Regions from separate parts of the Mus musculus genome. Here region 1 is linked to region 2. Evidence: chromatin contacts called from public promoter capture Hi-C data. All regions are on one chromosome and are shown on one strand. Each heading gives the region's core, a stretch centred on a gene start, on an enhancer-like site or on the middle of the called end of the contact. The rest is flanking DNA. Distances are from core to core; before and after follow the strand shown.

What was found. Promoter capture Hi-C pulls out the DNA fragments that hold promoters and counts their contacts.
Region 1: a promoter capture Hi-C map of second pharyngeal arch cranial neural crest shows a contact between it and region 2. The contact joins the promoter of Prpsap2 here to the promoter of B9d1os in region 2. A contact is called at or near these places in 11 of 39 promoter capture datasets (the C10 cell line, cranial neural crest, frontonasal cranial neural crest and 8 more), 2 of 484 Hi-C or Micro-C datasets (CD4 T cells and embryonic stem cells), 5 of 115 datasets of contacts at active chromatin or transcription factors (CD8 T cells, effector CD8 T cells, extraembryonic endoderm stem cells and 2 more) and 3 of 9 other capture datasets (adipose tissue, liver and pancreatic islet).

The regions. Positions count from the first base shown.
Region 1 is chr11:61,760,579-61,765,226 of GRCm38.p6, forward strand. It overlaps Prpsap2 (phosphoribosyl pyrophosphate synthetase-associated protein 2), which reads right to left and starts at 1,510. Exons shown (of 12, transcript NM_144806.2): 1 at 1,376-1,510.
Region 2 is chr11:61,501,833-61,506,406 of GRCm38.p6, forward strand. B9d1os (a long non-coding RNA gene) reads right to left here and starts at 3,254. Exons shown (of 1, transcript XR_141098.4): 1 at 2,553-3,254. It overlaps B9d1 (B9 protein domain 1), which reads left to right and starts at 3,312. Exons shown (of 7, transcript NM_013717.3): 1 at 3,312-3,439; 2 at 4,512-4,574. The coding sequence starts at 3,377.

The DNA of each region.
Region 1 (4,648 bases), core at 260-2,759, 260 kb after region 2:
AACTTTTATTCATTTAATGTGTATGGGTGTTTTCTCTGCACACCGCGTGTGCCTGGTACTCTTGGAGACCAGCAGAGGGTGTCAGATTGGGTGGGTCTAGCATTAGAGGTGGTTGTAGGCTGTCACGTGGGTGGGTGCTGGAACTGACTCAGTCTTGAACAACTAGTATTCTTAACCAGCCAGTTCTCCAGCCCCCACACCTGGGGAAGCAGTTTTAATAGGAAAACAGGTTTGACATTACTTCCCAGACTTTAACGAAGTCATACGAGGTAACCTCTTCCTCATAACAGTGGCCCCTGAAGGACAGAGTGGGGTAGCAGTCTGATATGCAATACAGTTCCCTGCATACAACAATAGGTTGCGACTCTCAGTCATACAGAGCATGACTTGGCAACCTGATGAACTACAGGCAATAGAATCAAATACCCAGATTTTGAAATGTCTATTGCAAACATACCTTATCAGAAAAAAAGATACATACTAAATGCCAAAGAAAGAGCACAGAACTATGTTTTGGTGTTGTCAATTCTTGGAGCTTATCCCAAGTATAGAGCTATATTGTCAATGATAGAAAGTACAATTTAAAAACAAAACAAAACAAACAAACAAACAAACAAACAAAAAACCCCCAACAACTTTGTAGCCCTGTTTGCCAGGAACTCGCTCTGTGGACCATGAGCCCTCAAGATCCTTTCACCAGTCTCTGAGATTAAGGGGTGTGCCATCAAGCCCCACAAACTGCAAGATTATTTAAGAACAGAAACACTGGTTCTATGTTAAACCACAGAGTAGCTAATGAATATAATGTGCATATCTCTGCAAAAATTGGATAATAATGATACAAACTACAGCAGTTAAAAGACAAGAAAGGTTTCCTATAGTGGGGCTTAGGGGCACGCACCTATTTTATTTTTATTTGTGCATTTAAATTGTTAAGCACTAGGGCATGAGATGGGTCAATGGCAGGCCGCTTGCATTGCTTCACCTTGCATTCGACTCCAGAACCGCAAGAAAAAAAAAAAAAAAGAAAAAAAAAAAACATAAAACATTAGAACTCACACTTCCTCAGGCCTCAAAGCTCGGTTCAGTATTTTCGTATCCCTCACAAAAGCTAAACACCCAAACTCTGCCAATATCGATATAAGAAAAATAAATCCTTATCAATAATGTAACAGATTGAGGAAGAGATTTTTCTGCAGAGTATCTTATGCCGCTCCTCCTACGTCTGATTGGAGCCCAATCATCCACTAAGGCTGGTGGAGCCGAACACGGGGCCCCGGGCTCGCCCCGGAGCAACAAGGGCCATGGCTCCCGCCCGGCACCGCGCGAGCTCGCGGGGCCCGCCGTCCGCCCGCCGAGGCTCCCGCCCGCCTACCTGGTCCCGACCCCAGCCCGGCCCGCCGCAGCCTCGGCTGCCGAAGGAAGAGAGCACAGAGCTCCGCACGGCGTCTTACAGCAAAATGGCGACTCTAAGCGCGAGAAAGTCTTTCGAGACTGCGAGGCCAGGGGCGGGGCCTGAGGGCAACTGACTAGAGTGGGCGAGGCCGTCGAGGGGCGTGGTCTGGAGGAAGAGGGGCGGGGCAGAAAGTGGGGTAGAAGGCAATGCATTTGATGCTGTGGGCGTGGCCGCCAGAGTGGGCGGGAGGATGTTGTGTGGGCGTGGTCAGACTCGAGGAAAGTGGGGGAGAATTAGAGTGGGCGTGGTTGGAAGTGTGGTTAAAATTCATAGGTTCTGACTGGGTTCAAGTCTTTACTGTCCTGCAAGACTGAGCAAGTCACCTCTTTGACCTGAGTTCTTCTGAAAAAGAGATGACAGCAGTACCCCCATCTCCTGGGGTTGGGAGGAGTGAGTGAGAAATCTGCGAACCTCTTGGCATGGTTCTTAGCATACAGTCGATGAGCAGTTATCATTCATAATTATTCGCTTTGTTGTCCCTTCCTTCTTTTCAGTGGTTAAGAGTATATACTGCTTTTCCAGAGAAGCTGAGTTTGGTTCCCAGAACCAATGTCAGGCAGTTCACAACTGCCTGTAATTCTAGCTCCAAGTCTCCCTGATGTCTCTGGCCTCCTCAGCCACCTGCACTCATATAAACATAAACATATACAAATAATTAAACATTCTAAAAGTTAGTTTTTTAAAAAATTGTAGCTCTGGGTGACCTGGAACTCACAGAGATCCATCTGTCTCTGCCTCCTGAGTGTTAGGATTAAAAGGGTGGCCATCATTCCTAGCAAATTGGTTGCTGTTGATATATCATTGCTGAATTCTTTATACCTTGAAATATGGTGATCCCTATTTTTTAAGGGGCTACTTGGCCCTTCCTCTCTTTCTTTTTTTTTTAAATATTTATTTATTTATTATACAGTAAATACACTGTAGCTGTCTTCAGACACTCCAGAAGAGGGAGTCAGATCTCATTACAGATGGTTATGAGCCACCATGTGGTTGCTGGGATTTGAACTCTGGACCTTTGGAAGAGCAGTCGGGTGCTCTTACCCACTGAGCCATCTCACCAGCCCCCAGTGATCCCTATTTATAACATAACAAACATATAGTGCATGCCAGGTATCAAGGCATTATTTATTATTATCTATATTTTATATTAATATATATTAACAGTAACTTTCAGAAATGGGGTAAGACTTATCTCTATTTAATTGCTGTGGGTACTCAGATGCCAGTGACAAAGCAATAGATAGGCACCACCTGCAGTGCCTTGCTCCATGTGTATACTTAAAGGCTCTCATCCACTGCACTTCCAGTTCACAAGTGAGACAAGCAGACATTTATGGGAGGATGCACAGGTGGCTAGAATTAATTATCAGAAGGCTGAGGATGGTTAGAATTCATAGGAGGGCTTGTGGGTAGCTAGAATTCATGGGAAGTATGCACGAAAACTGAAAAGAAGCTGTGTCTGGCTGACTGATGACAATTTCAGTACTGTGGGGGAGATTGGGATGTTGCAGGTTCAGAGGCTAGTTTACCTTTTCTTGGATTAATTTTGGCCCTCTGGAACAGCCATTTCTTTTTTTTTTTTTTTTTTTTTTGGTTTTTCAAGACAGGGTTTCTCTGTATAGCCCTGACTGTCCTGAAACTCACTCTGTAGACCAGGCTGGCCTCGAACTCAGAAATTCGCCTGCCTCTGCCTCCTAAGTGCTGGGATTAAAGGCGTGCGCCACCACCGCCTGGCTTGAACAGCCATTTCTTGTCCACCTCTGTGTCGGAGCCAACATCTTGTGACTAATAGAAATAAGCCTTTTGAATCTATTAACTTACTTGATGGCAATCTTAGCTTTTGGATTGGTGGGAAGAGTGGTTAGCTACGAGAAGCCTCCCCCATCTCGCTGGGCCCGCCTCTCTGATACATCCACTTCTCTTAGTGTTCCTACCTTTCTAGTGTACCCATCTCTCTGACTCACCCAACAATGCTTTATTTATTTATTTATTTTTGGTTTTTGAGACAGGGTTTCTCTGTATAGCCCTGGCTGTCCTGAAACTCACTTTGTAGACCAGGCTGGCCTTGAACTCAGAAATCCGCCTGCCTCTGCCACGCCTCCCGAGTGCTGGGATTAAAGGAGTGTGCCACCACTGCCCGGCCCAACAGAGCACTTTAAACTTCATTTGATAACTTTCTTTGTTCTGTAAAACTATTTTTAAAAAATTCATGAACTCACTTCTACATTAGAACACAGAATTTAGAGAAACCCAAATCTGTGTTCCTGAGCCAAGGTCACTCAAAATGGCTCCAAAATAAACTACCTCTTATTCTTCTTAAGACGAAAGCTTGTGTGTGTGTGTGTGTGTGTGTGTGTGTACATGTACACAAAGCAGAGGAATAGAGTAGCCATCAGGTCTCTACTGACTAACGTTATTTTATAGGCAAAGAACATAAGCATTTGAAACTCTGAATTCTAAATTAGGTAAAGGTGATAACTTCACAAGTGAGTTTGATATTCTTGCTTTGCCTCACAGTTTTCCTGAGACATGTCTCTTCCACAACACTTTTTAAAAGTTGTACTCAAATGTATTCCTTAATTAGACATTAATTTTAAATAATTTTAACTATTAAGATCCTAATGTAGTTTACATCCTCCTCTTCCCTCTCCTCCCTCCAGACCCTATACACTCTGCCATGCTCTTTTCCCACTTCATCCCCTCTTTTGTCTCAATTGTCCTTACATGTGTGGAGTGGAAATGTAAGGGTTCTTCGGAAAGTCGGTTGGATGGTGTTTGCTGGGGCAAACGTGAAGAAACGTCTCATTAAAGTGGACACGGATGTGAAAGGCTGAGGCAGACTCATGAAGGAAATGTTGTGCTGACGCAGACACAGGAGAGGGTGTTCCACTAAAGCAAGCATGTGAAAGGACACGTGATGGAGGATTCTTTGCTAACAACGTGCGTGTATGGATCTGCCTTACATTGCGTAGTTGAGCTGCATTGTCAGGATGTTATAGAGAGAAACACACAAAAAACTTCTGGTGGTATGCTACACTTCCAAGGACTCAGGCTAGCCGGGCGTGGTGGCACATGCCTTCAATCCCAGCACTTGGGAGGCAGAGGCAGGCTGATTTCTGAGTTCAAGGCCAGCCTGGTCTACAGAGTGAGTTCCAGGACAGCCAGGGAGATACAGAGAAACCCTGTCTCCAA
Region 2 (4,574 bases), core at 2,004-4,503:
ACATATATCTGTTGTCTGTCCTCAGAACCCAGATTTGTGAAGAACAAGACGGTAAGGGTCATCAGAGCTGTTGTCGTGGCAACATACCTCCTTGGTGATTTCTTCCTTTTATCCTTCCTTCCTAGGGAACAGTGAGAGGCCCCAGGCACATCCCAAACCCTCTCCTCCCCCCCTCTTCCTGTCCCCTCTTCTTTTGACCACTGTTGACCCAGGCATATTTGGAGATGCCAATACCATTGGATGACCACCAAGAATAGTAGCAGTGGTTGAGTGGAGCCAAAAACTCTGAGGTGCCTTGCTCTTCCACCAATATCCTCTCCTGGATTATTTTTAGGGACTCCAGCCATGCCATGGCTCCAAGTGCCAATCCTCACCTGCTCTCCACAACTCCATTAGGCCTTCAAATCTAACACCACTTGGGTGACTCTTACACTACCAAGTTCAGGTGCTAACATAACATGAGGTACAACCCGGGCCACCTCTGGAACAGCTTGTGTGCTGACTCAGGAAACACTTCCCAGGAGATTCCACCTCAGTGACGCTGGTCTCTTCTTAGTCACGGCTAATTTATCTCCAGCTGAGCAGCATCCATTGTCCCAGCCAAGCAAAGGTTTCACTTCAGCGTGTCTGGTCTCTTGTCAATCACAGCCGATTCTTCAGCCCAGCTGACCAGACACCACAGATTCTGCACACAGAAGGCCCAGTGGAGTCTTTGCTTCCCTCTGGAACGTCACAAGCCAGGCCTCCATCATCTGAACTGCTCTCAACGTTCTTATCTTCCTACAGACCAGCTCACTGAGCTCTCAACGCTCAATGGCTCTTCAAACCCAAAGCTCCAAAGTCTCTCCACAGTCCTCCCGAAAACAACATGGTCAGGTCTGTCAGCCATGCCCCACTCTCCTGGTACCAACTTGTCTTAGTTACTATTGCTGTGATGAAACACAATGACCAAAGCAAGTTGAGAAAGAAAGATTTATTCAGCTTACACTCCCATCATGGTTCATCAACAAAGGAAGTCAGGATAGGATCTCTAACAGGGCCGGACATAGAGGCAGGAACTGATGAAGAGGCCATGGGGTGAAGGGATCTGCTGCTTTTTACTGAAGTTAGAATCATCAGCCTTGGAATGGACTCAGCTCACAGTGGGCTGGGCCCTCCCACATCAATCAGTAATTAGGAAAATGCCCCACAGGCTCACCTACAGCCCAATCTTAAGGAGGCATTTTCTTTTTTCTTTTTTTTTTTTAAACAATATCAGCCAGATATTGGTGGTGCACACACACTTTTATTTATTTATTTATTTATTTATTACATGTAAGTACACTGTAGCTGTCTTCAGACACACCAGAAGAGGGCATCAGATCTCATTATGGGTGGTTGTGAGCCACCATGTGGTTGCTGGGATTTGAACTTCAGACCTTCGGAAGAGCAGTCAGGTGCTCTTACCCACTGAGCCATCTCACCAGCCCCCAGGAGGCATTTTCTTAACTGAGACTCCTGTCTCTCTGATGACCCTAGCTTTTGTCAAATTGACATAAAACTCACCAGAACATCTACCAGGGTCCTCGAGCACTCTACAGCTGCTGGGTGAGAGCCTGGGGATGCTTTTCATTATCTTACCTCTGCAGTGATAAGGAGAATGAAACATTTTATAAAATGAGGGTTCCTTGATGAAGACTTATGGCTTCACTCATATGCCCAAACCAGGAGCATACGGTATCTCCTGCTATGGATGCCTTTAGTAACTAGATGGGAACATTCTCCTACAGGACAGAAAAGGCCTGAGAGAGTACAGGTACCAGTGACTGAAATCATCCCCAGGTTTGTTTTCTCATAGAACTCAGGATCACCAGCCTAGGGTAGCACCATCCACAGTGGGCCTGGCCCTTCTCCACCAATCACTAATTAAGAAAATGTTCAACAGGCTTACAAGCCCAATCACATGGAGGCTTTCTCAATCTTGGTTCCCTCCTCTCAGATAACTATGGCTTGTGCCAAATTGACAAAAAAACTAGCCAGCACAGACCTCTTCCTAAATGTCTCATCCTGTTGGTTTAGGACAGAAAAGCCTTATCTAATGAGTAATTTGGGGATTGAGAAGGCTTCCTTTCAGTAGCCTGTATCTTTCCAACGCTTTCAGTAAAGAACAGCAAGTGGCAGCCACCGGCTAGGAGAGAGGGGCCTAGAGCCTCTGCTTGTATGACTCTTGGCTCTAAGCTAAAAGAATTTCTTACATGCTTGCACCTCGGCCCACCTAGAACGCTGTGACCACATGCCTTTCCTCTTCCCCATAGGTGGCTTTGGGAATCCCGCCAACTGACTTCCAAGCTAACAGTTAGCGTGACCTGGTGTCATTACTGCAGGCTGAGCTCCCTAAAGTATACACATCTGCATCCGTTTGTTTCCAGGCTCCCTCATCATTAATGTGCTCTTTGATGTTTCCTTATAAGCTCTGAAAGTGAAGTCTGATTCTGCAGCTAAATTCCTGTAACGAATATGGCTAAATTACCTTCCAGGTCTGGATTTCAGTCACGCCCTCCAGAAAACTGAGATGTGTTCAATTTTATTTATTAAAGAAGTAGTTCCCAAATATTTTGCACTGGCCGGGCAATGAGGACCAGGCATTCAATGCCCCTAGAGTCGAGCTGGGGATCTAAAGGCAAGAAGCTCGCATTAAGCCACCTTGAATTGGACAGTGATAGAGTAAGTGCAGTTGAATCCAAGCACTAACAATGGTGTCTACCGAAAAGGATGCTGGTGGCTTGGGACCAAGCTCTGACATCCCTGAGCTACCAGTGATTTTCCAAAATTGGGTGACTGGTTCCGTGGGCTCCAGCTTCTCATGCAGGACGCGGGACTTGGACAAATGGAGTCTCCGGGTTTCGATGACAAGAGCCTCATAGGGCTGAAGGGCGCATTCTTCACCTGAGACAATGTGCTGGGTGATGCCCGCTGGACCACTCCCGCGCACCAAGCCTTCCAACGATGGCGTCTTTGCCGTCGCTGTGTGTGGCAACAGCGACACCACCTGGAGAGAGGTAACTCTAGCACGTGACTTTCCGCGGGCCTGAGTGCCGGTGCTGCTTCTTCTCAACATCCAGCTTTGCAGCCTGCGAGCTTCAAGCATGGCCAGACGAGTGAAGTCACACAGTGCGGGTCCGTGGACCCGCCCCTGGGGGTTAGGTTCCGCGCGACAGACACGGAGGACAGTGCCCAAAGCCATAAAGACTACTGCGCCTGCGCACTCTTACCTTTGAGCGAACTCGTCACCGCTTGAGAAATTTGTCCTAGACGACTTACCGTCTGTTTCCAAGACAACCGAGAGCCTCCTGGCAACAGCGCGCGGCCTGCGCCGGTCTCCCGGCCCATCAGTGCAATGGCTGCAGCAAGTCCCAGCGTCTTCCTGCTCATGATCACCGGGCAGGTAGAGAGCGCACAGGTAAGCAGTCGTGGACTCCGCCCGGGGACGGCCTGTTTCTCTCCCCGGGCTCTTCGCTCAGCTCCTAGAAAGCCAAGATGCTCTGAGCATCTCAAATAAATGGAAAGGAGAAGCAGCATTTGAGAACCTTGGCTCCAGGTAGATGAACCGGACAAGCTTGAGTGAAAACAGACCTCGAGGCGTTCAGCTGGTACCACTTGGATCCTGTTTACTTGGTTGAGTGGTGGCCTAGGACTAATGGGACTGAAGACTCAGCTGATCCATTTAACAGCTGGGAACTTACCGGAAGGCAGTGGCCAAGGTGGGATTTGACCCGGTCCGTCTAAGAGACAGAACTTTGCTACATTATTCTTCTGGGCTGCTTGTTGAAAATGCCCATTATTCCTACATATTCTGAGGTTTGGCTGACATGCTTTAGGTTCTGCCAAGTCTGAAGCTCAGTAGGTGTTCCTGCCTTCCCATTCATTGGTACTGCGTCCTCCCTGTTTTCCTCTATCCGATTAGAGGATGTCTGGGCTGCTTACTCTGGACACCTTCCTTGGCGTCTGCCCTGGGCCTTCCTTTCTCCGGGACCCTCAGTTTTAGCCATGTTCTTTGGCCCTGTAGCTTCTGGGTTTCACGTGAGCATCATTTCTGTAGAGCTAATTTGTGCCCAGCACTGGAGATGCGCTGAGGCATGAAACCTGTTCCTTCTTCAGTCTAACAGGGTTATCAGATAGACATTAGGTACCCACATGCAGAAATGCAGAGAAGTGAAGGGAGCCAAGCAATGATCCTTAAGCCAGCTAGAGACTGAAGGGGAACTCTGAAAGATGGGCAAGGGGCCTACCACATGTGGACTGAGAAAGACAAGACAGAAAGTAGACCCTGAGCAAAATAACCTACGGGTATTGGCAGTCTGGGACTAAGCCTGACTTCCTGATTTCCATTCCCTGCCCGCCCTGAAACCCATGTCCACCTCCTCAGTCCCAGATGCCTCGTGTTCCTAATTCCTGTCCACTGCATCTGCCTAGCTAATGTGTGGGCCCAGTTTGCCCTTTCTAGACAGAATCCTGTATACTTTTTCTCTCAGTTTCCAGAGTATGATGACCTCTACTGCAAGTACTGCTTTGTGTATGGCCAGGACTGGGCCCCA